Linked DNA regions of Bos taurus: region 2 is linked to region 1. The links are chromatin contacts, called in public Hi-C maps. All regions are on one chromosome and are shown on one strand. Each heading gives the region's core, a stretch centred on a gene start, on an enhancer-like site or on the middle of the called end of the contact. The rest is flanking DNA. Distances are from core to core; before and after follow the strand shown. Region 1 overlaps ATXN7L1 (ataxin 7 like 1). Region 2 has its middle 23 kb from the start of MIR2284B.

Region 1 (5,838 bases), core at 941-3,440:
TACATAGTATTTTTTTTCAATCTGGAAAAAGACTGGGAAAACTTTCAGAAAGCCAATTTGAAATACCTTAAGCAAAAAAGAAAACAGGGTAGTCAACCACTGAGCACAGGATATAAGGAAATCTACCAGATTAATCTAATATTATTTTGTGGCTGAGTGTCAAGGCCTGGCGGACAGAGAGGAAGCACCAGGCGTAATCTCTCCTGGCCTCTGCAGTTTCGGAGGCCCTCCCACATAACACACCCTCCGTAAGCTGGAAAAATGTAGTCAGACCACACAGCTGTTGAGGATGAGGGACCCTAGCAGCCGAGGTGAAAAAAGATTGGTTAGTAAGATTTTGTGCCGGCCCAAAGCAGTACCTAGTGGAACTCAGAGGCACCCATTGCTGGCCAAGAAGATTAGAACATCTTCATCAGTGACTTGGGTGATGGGCCGAGACCTTGTCCATCAGTTGAGGGCAGAGCAGATTAGTCGTTGGGAAGAATGATGTGGGATTTTCCCTTAGGAGGTGGGGAGAAATGAACAAGCTGACTTTGACAAATTGTAAATGTAGCCAGAGACAAGTGAGATCAAATCAGGGAGGACAAGTAGGGCTGAACTGGGCGTCTGTGCCTTATCACCATTCTAATACAGTCACAGAATGTGGAGGATGTTGCAAAAGAGTTTAGAATAATAGTTAGGAACATAGGCTTTGAAATCAGACAATCCTAGATCTGAATCCTGCCTTTTCTATTGCTAGATGCATTCTGGTGGGAAAGCCATCTGAATTCTGTGGGCATTAGAAGAAGGGTAGCCGGCCTGGAAAGCTGGCTTTTGCGCCTCCTTGCCTCCTCATTGGGACATCCTCGAGGGCAATGCCCAGTCAGGCATATGAGGCTGCCTTGCCTGGTTCATCTCAAAACTTCACTATTCAGGCCTCAGTTTCCTTATCAGTAAAATGAAGGTCATGATAGATATCTGAAGTGATTAACTGAGATAATATGTATAAAATGCTTAGCTTAGTCCCTGGGCACATAGTTGACCCTCAATAAACTGTAGCTAAAACAAGAAGGAGAGACACCACCCCCACGGACCCTGATGCTTCTGGGGTATATGTCTGTGTGCAAGTCATTGTCACCGTCAGAACTTTTTATCCTCTTGAGTCTTCTGGTCCCACAATGGAGGGAGCGGGTGGATGATGAGGAGAAGGCAGGAAAAGAAGGTGAGTGGGAGCAACTGGCCCTCCATATTCACCCAGAGTAGAGGACCACTTCCTGGGGGTGGCAAAGGGAAAAGACAGAGTAAGAAGCCTTTGCAGACTTGATCCCTTTCCAGAAGCCCTCGGTCCTGCTTTGCAACCCCACCTGCTTTCTCCATTCCAGTCTCCTAGGCACTGCCCAAGCCTGGACTAGTGGTAAAAGTTCCCACATGGATACATATTCTACAAGAGGGAGAGGAACTCCAGTCTCCTCTCATATGAACATGTTGTCTTCTGCAACCCTGAAGTGTGTGAGGCAATGGGGATTTCTGTGATGGCCCTAAGATTTCTTCCTCCAGAAGAATTGCATGTGCCCCCTTCTAGGCTGCTCCAGATTCCCTAGAAGCAAAAAGTTCCAGCATCAGCCTCTGTTAGTGTCTCTGGCACTCTGTTAAGCCAGGGTTCCCAAGGCAAGGAGCTCAGGAGGTAGCCTCCGGACCCAATGAGAGATCACAGGCACTTAATGTGCCGACATTCCTGGGGAGTCGTGATGCTCCAAGACCATGGGAAAAATCAGCAACCAGAGGAGAAAGGAAGATAACGGGGGAAAACAGAGTCCTGGCGTGGTAGGGTACATAAAGCTGGACAGGCTGTCTCAGGAGTGCACTGGAGACCGGTCTGCCTGCAGGGGTGCTGCCTCGGGTGATAAGTCCCAGAGAAATTTAAGACACTCCCAGATCAAACAACCATCCCTGCTCAGTGCTTTCCGGCTATATATGAGAATGAGAAGCCTCACAATGAAAATGAGTACCTAGTGAAACTCACAGCAAGGCATGGACCTTTGAGGGCCTTTGAGGGCAGGATTTGAGATGGAAGAGATCAGGAATCAAGCGGATTCTGGAGGGAGCACTACTGCAGGGCGGAATGGAGCCTCCAGAGTAGCCAGGCTTTGCTCAGGAGGGGCCAGTGGGCGCGCTTCCACCTGCAGCCGCCAGAGGTCACCAGCTCCCGCTGCTGGAGCTAAAAGCCGTCCAGCCTGCCCCTACCAGGCCTTCCACAGACAGCACACCACCACGGTCACGGCCTGGCTCAAGCCCTGCGGCCAACACTGCCTCGGAGAGACAAGACTTTCAAAGAACATCTTCCGTGCCCTTGCCAGGGAAGGAGGGGAGCAGGGACCAGGGCGCAGGACCCCAGCCTTTGCTTTCAGGAAGCTTTTTCTGAGCATAGCATCCCTGGCTACTGTCAGCGCTCCAGCCTCTGCTCCCAGCTTCCTTCACAGTGGCACTTCCCCAGGAAGCATCTTCCCTATTCCTCCTTCTCTGTGTTGGAATCCAGCACTGGCCAGGCAGTCCGACACCAAACCACCTCCATCCAGAACGCCAGGCACGTTTTGTTTAAACTTTCAAGAGTTGAGTCTTCACACTGATCTATAGCAAACTCGGGAGATGCTTTGCCCCCAATTAAATACAGTTTGTGTTTTTAAAAAATTCTAAGCTATCAACATCTCCTTTCTGCATTACTTCAATGTCATCACTGTCCTCACTGCTTGCCAGAACCTGGATCAAAATCCTATCATCAGATCTTCCATCTAGCCTCTTCCTGTGCTCAAGTCGTCTCCACCAATGCAAATCCAACCCTGCTATCCTGCTGCTTAGAGGGCTTTGCGGGCTTCCCATTGCCCAGCGGACCAACTCCACCCTCACAGCTGGCCCCACACGGCTCCCGCCCTTGGCACCTTCTCCCACAGCCTCCAGGAGCTCTAGCTCCTTGAACACTGTGCGTGTCTGCCTGGCTCTGGGCCTTGCGGTGGGTGGGCGGTTCCTTCTGCTGCTGTGCCCTCCTTTCTCCTCCGGGTGAACACGCCCCCATCTGCCTCCATCCGGTTGACGGGTCCTCTCCTCTCTCAGTGCTGGCTCTGCCTTCCTTGGTGTTTCTGCCACACTTATAACATCAAAGAGCAAGGTTTTAGTTCTATGACCCTGGGACCTGGCCAGATTATGAGCTACCTGAGGACAGGGACTTGGACCAAATGTATCCATCACTCCAGAGTTATCCCAAAGATATATATACTATTAGCACTTGGCCCAATCAGCGTCTGAGGAATGAGCCAATCTTTGCAATGAAGGTTAAATCATATAACACAACACGAAGTGGGCCAGCTCTACACCAGTACAAATGCTTCAGGAAAGGACTAGCCTCCAGCTGTTTCTATTCTTGGTAGAGGAGCCACTGAGATGACAAAGGTGGGGGGACGGGTGCTGACCTCCCCCCATCCCTTACACACAGCACCTCACTCACCCTGCCATGCACACACTGAGCACTGCTAGGTGCTAGGTGGTAGCCCACACACCGGAGGTCATGTTTCCTCCTCACCCACAATTTATAGATGAGGAACCTAAGGCTTAGAAAGGTTGGCCCAGGACACTAATTCAGCAACGTGAAGGGTGGCACGGGGGCTGGACTTCAGGGTGCTCTAAAGGCAGGGCTCTTTACCATAGCTCCAGCTCCACCCCTGTCCAGCTCTGTGTGTGTCATCTCAGGCCCAACTCTTCATCACCTCGGACTTCTGTTTCCTCATCTCATCACAGAGCAGCCTTGAGGCTCAAAAAGGAGTAGCACAAAGGCAGGAATGCCTATGAAGGCATCTAAAACCGACAATGTCCTCTGTAGATACGAAGGACCATGGTTACTAACCTTCTTGGCTCAGACTCTCCCCCGCCCCCCGCCCCGCAACATATCATTTCTTTTCCCTCCCCAGTTGTCCTAGAGTGTATTTTCCTCCTTAGATTCTAATCCCTATTAACATTTATTCGTTTATTTTTGGCCACACTGCATGGCATGCAGGATCTTAGTTCCCTAAGGATCGAACCCTCATCCCCTGCAGTGAAAGCACCAAGTCTTAACCACTGGATTGCCAGGGAAATCCAATCTAGCCCCTAATTTTGTAACTCGACAAGATAAGTTGAGTTTACACCCAAGGAGCTGTCCATTGTTCTTCTGAAACTGAGGGAACAGGCAGCACTTAGACAGTTAATTTTCAGATGCCTCCCTGTCCTGGCAGAGATATTATGCCCTCTGGACACCTGCGTCTTCTAACCTGCCCCTCCTTCCATCCTCGTGCCCACCTGCCCTTTCTCTTTCTCCTCTTTCTTCTGTGGCTCATCACAGTAACCTGCATCTACTCCTTCAGGCCACCTGCTTTCTGCCCCTCATCCTCTGCCTCACTCCTTCTTGCTTGACACCCACACCTGCACCACCCGGGGCAAAAACTGGCCTCCAAATGTCCCCCCAACCCATGTCTTGTGCGAGGGGCTGAATCTGTAAGCAGGAGGCCAGGAAGGGACTTCTGTGGAACACCATGCCACCTCTTCACTTCCCTTCTGATCAGGGCGTTCTTTATAACATCCTGGGACATGACATGCAGGGGCTGTGTTGTTGGTATGACTGTAATTATTGCCTCTAACTTAAAAGAAAGTACCTTTCCCTTCCTGCCAGAGCACAGAAGGTTTTTCCTTTTTAATCACTTAGGACCTAGTTCTCCATTCCTAACTCTAATAATTGTAACAGGGAAAAAGAATTCCACAGTGGCACATGGCACCCTGATTTCTCTTCAATAACTCAAAAGATCATTATTTATACCTGCTGTTTCCTTTAGCATCAGAAAAATCTCTGTGAGGAAAAAGAAGGCAAAGGAGCGGTTCTAGTTTCACAGACTCCTTCATTCGCTCACTCATTCATCATATATTTGCTTATGAAACATCTGCTGGACGCCAGATTCCAGGCTAAAAAATGGGGATGCAGCAGGGGGCAAAGGAGGCTAAAGATGCAAGTAAGTACCATGTATGATGGTAGCTCTTATACTGGCAAACTGAGTGTTAATGAGAGCTTAGAAGAAGGAGCACCTCAATCTGTATAAAAAGTCCGGGAAGGCTTCATGGAGGAAGCAATACTCGTGCAGAGATTTTAAGCATGTGCAGGGACAGGTATCACAGACTTAATAGACATGAGTTTGAGCAAACTCTGGGAGATGGTGAAGGACAGGGAAGCCTGGTGTGCTGCAGTCCCTGGGGTTCCAAAGAGTCCGACACGACTTAGCAACTGAACAACGACAAAAAGGGACAGGCAAGGAGGCTGCTGCCGTTAGGCGAAACAGCGCACGCCAACACACGAGGCATGCTGAGGAGCTTCAGTGAGATCGAGACACCTGGAGTATGAAACGAAGGGGTAAAACACTGGCAGTTAGACAAGTGGAGAAATGCCAGATCATACATCTGCCTCCAAAGGGGTTAAACTTCTGCAGTCAAACACCCGAGAGCCATTGAAGAGTTCTGAGCAGGGCAGGGCCACTGCAAGAATCAGGCTGGGGATCTGGGGTGGTCAGAGGAGTCAGGTTGGAGGGCCTGCAGTCCTATGAGTCTCTAGAATTCTCCAGCCTCGGCCAAATCCTGAGATGACTCCCTACGTCCTGTGGGAGCTATCAGTACTGAGCTGTGGTCTTGCCCCTAGTTCACACCAATGCCAAGCAAGAGCAATAAGCCAGCCGCCTTTCTCCCAGGGCGCCTGGCAGAGTGTCTCAGTTATCACTTCCGGCTCCACAGAGCTTCCACAGTGCTCCTAGCCCCCAGCCCTCACTGCCCAGGAGGACACGCCTCCCATCC
Region 2 (5,302 bases), core at 411-2,910, 380 kb after region 1:
AGGTCCTGGCTCCCAGAAACCTAATCCGGGCTCAGCCAGGCTTTTGTTAAATCGCTGATCTAAGAGTCTGGCAAATCCATTAAGAACAGTATCTGGGAGGATTTCTGGACCAAACAGGGCTCCCAGAATCATCGTCCCTAGAAAGGCTGGTGTGCCCAGCGCTTTGCAGTTTGCAGGGCTTTGATGCGCCTCGGGCCAGTCACAGAACAATTCTGTGGGGTGGGCAGAGTTTAGAGGAGAGAAAATTCCCTGTGGAGTTTTAAATCTGTGAATAGCTTTGAGGTCATCTGCTTCAACCCCTTTGCCAAGTAGATGAAGAGAGGAAAGTCCAGAGAGGGCTAGGTGACTGAGTTAATAGGAGCAAGCAGGGCCAGGCTCACTATCTGGGACCTCTGTCTCTCTCCCACATCAAGCTGCACCTAAGACTGGGAACCCTTGCCTGACCGGGAAGACAGACATCCTGAAAGCCCATGCCCAGCTTGAGGCTGCTTTGTGCCTGAGCCCAGGTTGCATGTGGCTTCCCTGACTGCTCAGCAGGTAAAGAATCTGCCTGCAATTCAGGAGATGAAGGAGATGCGGGTTCTATCCCTGGGTCGGGAAGATTCCCTGGGGGAGGAAAACGGCAACCCACTCCAACATTGTTGCCTGAAAAAATCCCATGAACAAAGAGGAGCCTGGAAGGCTATAGTCCATGGGGTTTCAAAGAGTCAGACACAACGGAGCAACAGACACACACACACACACACACACACACACCAGGGTCCATCACAACACAGCTTCAGCAACAGTCCTTTGTGGGGGAGAGGGGACAAAGCCAGCCCAGGTGATTGCTCCAGCTTTTAGCTGCCCTCAAGAACCTCCACGAGTCTTCTCAAGTCCTAGGCTGGGAATGTCAGACTTTAGGCAAGAATTTTTCAACCCGAGGATGAGTCAACCCAGAGCATTCCCTGGCCTGTCCTGCTTTTCCGGGAATCTCCTAAAGTGCTGGAACTTAGGGTGGAACTTGAAAGATAGATCCCTGCTTTTAATCCATCAAGTCTGCGGAGCACAGATGATTTTTTTCAGCACTGGACTGGTTGGTACCACTCGAGGACAGGGGCCGTGCCGTCCCTTCCTTACTGAAGAACCCCACCGGTCCTTAGCATACAGAGGAAGGGAGGGTATGGGGGGAGGAGGAAACTTTACAGAGGGGGCTGGGTGCCATTTACACTTTCAATTCCCCCAGATAGGTGGCTGGAGCACTCTCCTGGGTGCCAGAGGCTGGCTGCGCCTGTGGTCTGTCTGGGTGGAGAGGGTGAGGCTGCCCATACAAGCACATTTCCTCAGAAACACATCTGCTCAACCGCATGAAAAACAGCAACTCTGCTGACTTATTTAGCGTCCATTAAGTTCATATTCAAATGAACATGCGGGAAGGAAAGGGGCGGCGTTACAACAGTGCAGAGGCTGGGAGAGACATTTAAAATGTATGAAGATCTGTGCACCAGATGTTTGTTTCACCTCAAGAAAATAAAATGATAGAACAACACAGATTGAAATGTCACAACCAAATCTCTGACTGTGAAAGCAGCAAGGGAAAGCCTGCTCTGTCTCCTGCTCTGCCTTCTCTGGGTCCACTCCAAGTTCACATTGCAGAGATTGGTGTGAGTCCAGTCACAGAGTCTCAGCTCTTGGTGTGAGTGGCAGTCACAGCTGAGGTCATCAGTACACACGCAAGACTATCCGAAATCTTGAACAACACAGACTCTCTTTGCACACGAAGGGTCTCAGCCAGCTGGCTGGTGTTCAGTGGGCTGTGCCAGAGGCAGACATGAATGCTGATGAGTGTGCAGCTGCCCGAAGGTCACAGTGCAAAGGGTGGGAGCCCTGGAATGAGTCCCTGGAAGCTCTCCCTGCATTTCGGGGTTGGTCAGCTAGCTGGTACCAAGCCTCCTCTCCCAGCAGGAGGGGCTACATCCAAGCTCATGTTCATGCAGACTGAGGGTTCCTCTCTACCACCCCCCAACGCAGGAGGCATCACAACACCCCAGGTAATGCCTGCACATCTCCTCTGCCTGGGGCCCAGGAGCATGCGTGTTCCTTCAGCGACTTGGTGAACCCTGTGGGCCCATTCACCCTGGTACCAGGAATGATAACAGGATGGGGGAACGTGACAATGTCTGCCTCTGTCTTGGGGCTCTCCTATGGCCTCTTGAGCTTTCCCTCTCCCCTGCTGCTGCTGCTAAGTCACCTCAGTAGCGTCCGACTCTGTGCGACCCCATAGACGGCAGCCCACCAGGCTCCCCTGTCCCTGGGATTCTCCAGGCAAGAACACTGGAGTGGGTTGCCATTTCCTTCTCCAGTGCATGAAAGTGAAAAGTGAAAGTGAAGTCACTCAGTCGTGTCCGACTCTTAGCGACCCCATGGACTGCAGCCTACCAGGCTCCTCCATCCATGGGATTTTCCAGGCAAGAGTACTGGAGTGGGGTGCCATTGCCTTCTCCGTCCCTCTCCCCAGTTTTCCTTAACTCATGTTATGGGATTTCGTCAAATCCAGTTTCTGAGGGCAGGAATTCAGATAGGACCCACGTGGCAGGACCCCAGGATGAGGGATCTAGTCACTCCTCAGAGCTGCCTCCACCACACTTAGAACCACAAGAGCCTAGTGACAAGGAGCAGCACTTTTAATGCCACCACAAGCCTGGAGGCACAAAGCCAAAGGGCAGGAGTCTCCAAGGAGCCATGGGAGGAATTTCTTTGAGTGGTGACTGCACAAGGGAAGGAGCTGTGGCTGCTTATGGTGATGCTCCTGGGACAGTCCTCTTCATCTGTCTCTCTGACAAGCCCAGCCTTGCTTGACCTCAACACCCAGCCTATCACTGCCTGCTTTATGACTCTCAGTCATAAAGACAATTCTACAGGGTTGCTGGGATTTTTCTGAAGTCTTTGAGATAACTAGCATTTCTTACTGAGTAAGGTAGATGGCCCTGTCTTCAGGTGAGCTCATGGCCTTGGGGAGATAAGTTATTTCAAATCCTAAAAGATGATGCTGTTAAAGTGCTGCACTCAATATGCCAGCAAATTTGGAAAACTCAGCAGTGGCCACAGGACTGGAAAAGGTCAGTTTCCATTCAAATCCCAAAGAAGGGCAATGCCTAAGAATAATCAAACTACCGTACAATTGCACTCATTTGACATGCTAGCAAAACAATGCTCAAAATTCTCCAAGCTAGGCTTCAACAGTATGTGAACCAAAAATTTCAGATGTTTAAGCTGGATTTAGAAAAGGCAGATGAACTAGAGATCAAATTGCCAACATCTGTTGAGTCATAGAAAAACCAAGAGAATTCCAGAAAAACATCTACTTCTGATTCATTGACTATGCTAAAGCCTTTGACTGCATGGATCACAACAAACTGTGGAATATCCTTAAAGAGATGGGAATACCAGACCACCTTACCTGCCTCCTGAGAAACCTGTATGAAGATCAAGAAGCAACAGGTAGAACTGGACATAGAACAATGACTGGTTCAAATTGGGAAAGGAGTACATCAGGGCTCTATATTTTCACCCTGCTTATTTAACTTATATCCAGTGTACATCATATGAAATGGCAGGCTAGATGAAGCACAAACTGGAATCAAGATTGCCAGGAGAAATATCAATAACCTCAGATATGCAGATGATACCACCCTTAGGGCAGAAAGTAAAGAGGAACGACAGGGCCTCTTAAGGAAGGTGAAAGAGGAGAGTGAAAAATCTGGCTTAAAGCTCACCATACAAAAAACTAAGATCATGGCCTCCAGTCCCATTACTTCATGGCAAATACATGGGGAAACAATGAAAACAGTGACAGACTTTATTTTCTTGGGCTCCAAAATCACTGCAGATGGTGACTGCAGCCATGAAATTATAAGCTCCTTGGAAGAAAAGCTATGACAAACCTAGACAGCCTATTAAAAAGCAAAGACATTGCTTTGCCAACAAAGGTCCGTATAGTTAAAGCTATGATTTTTCCAGTAGTCATGTATGGATGTGAGAGTTGGACCATAAAAGAATCCTGACTGCCGAAGAATTGATGCTTTTGAACTGTGGTGTTGGAGAAGACTCTTGAGAGTTCCTTGGACTGCAAGGAGATCAAACTAGTCAATCCTAAAGGAAATCAATCTTGAATATTCACTGGAAGGACTGATACTGAAGCTGAAGCTCCAATACTTTGGCCACCTGATGCGAAGAGCTGACTCATTTGAAAAGACCCTGATGCTGGGAAAGACTGCAGGCAGGGGGAGAAGGGGACAACAGGGGATGAGATGGTTGGATGGTATCACCAACTCAATGGACATGAGTTTGAGCAAGCTCCAAGAGATGGTGAGGGACAGGGAAGCCTGGCATGCTGCAGTCCATGGGGTCATAAAGAGTCAGACACAACTGAGCGACTGAACAACAACTGAAAAAGTGGGGGAGGAGTGGTCTGCCCCCAAACCTTCTATGCCCTGATGAGCAGTCTTTGTAAGCTCAGGCGGGAGGGGTAGCTGGCAGAACAGCCATTGAGGTCACTTTCACTGAGTTTCTTTCAGTTCCCCAATTGCGCTGCGCTTTCTCACATCTCAGAGCACTCGGACCTGCAACCCTGCTGTCCAGATTTGGTCACTCATTCAGGCAACACACATTTGCCAAGCTTCTCTTACACACCAGCCACTGTTTTCAAGGTGCAGGTGTGGTGGGCTCTGAAAATGACAGTGAGGTGAGGCCTGTGCCTTCCTCATCTCAGTACCCCATCTGCCAGTGCATCACTGTGAGGACATGTGACCCGTGGTTCTCAGGGTGAATCGGCAAAGGAAACCCCAGGGGCACAGGGGTGGGGAGAGAAATTCCAGATCCTGAGGGTGATCTAGGAGGACTGGAAATTCAACCCCTCTTTTCCCCAATACTCATCAAGGCAAGCTCTCAACTTTTTAACCAAGATCCACTATAAAAAACATCTCTAGCATTACAATCCAGTACACATATACATATATAAAATATGCGCATGAATATACTCACAGCTGTAAAATGTTCCATTATCAAACTTTACTATGTATGATGAATTCTGATATTTTATTCTCTCTTATGCTATCCTATCCTACCCTATCCTATTCTATCCAAAAACACTGGTCATAAGTTTTGCAGCACACTGCTGCTGCTGCTGCTGCTAAGTCATATCAGTTGTGTCCAACTCTGTGCGACCCCATAGACGGCAGCCCACCAGGCTCCCCTGTCCCTGGGATTCTCCAGGCAAGAGCACTGGAGTGGGTTGCCATTTCCTTCTCCAATGCATGAAAGT

Evidence for each region. Hi-C and Micro-C count contacts between places; a contact is called where the count stands out from the background.
Region 2: a contact with region 1 is called in a Hi-C map of skeletal muscle, with 12 times the contacts expected there. The contact joins two enhancer-like sites. A contact is called at or near these places in 5 of 11 Hi-C or Micro-C datasets (blastocyst, blood, skeletal muscle and 2 more).

Annotation. Positions count from the first base shown.
Region 1 is chr4:46,735,056-46,740,893 of ARS-UCD2.0, forward strand. All of the region lies in intron 5 of ATXN7L1 (ataxin 7 like 1), which reads right to left. Among named protein-coding and RNA genes, the nearest start is that of TRNAR-UCU, 14 kb to the left of the region's middle. Within about 2 kb of position 2,191, at least 13 of the 102 cell types and tissues checked have an H3K27ac peak or open chromatin away from gene starts, as enhancers often do.
Region 2 is chr4:47,114,656-47,119,957 of ARS-UCD2.0, forward strand. No RefSeq gene overlaps it. Among named protein-coding and RNA genes, the nearest start is that of MIR2284B, 23 kb to the left of the region's middle. Within about 2 kb of position 1,661, at least 30 of the 102 cell types and tissues checked have an H3K27ac peak or open chromatin away from gene starts, as enhancers often do.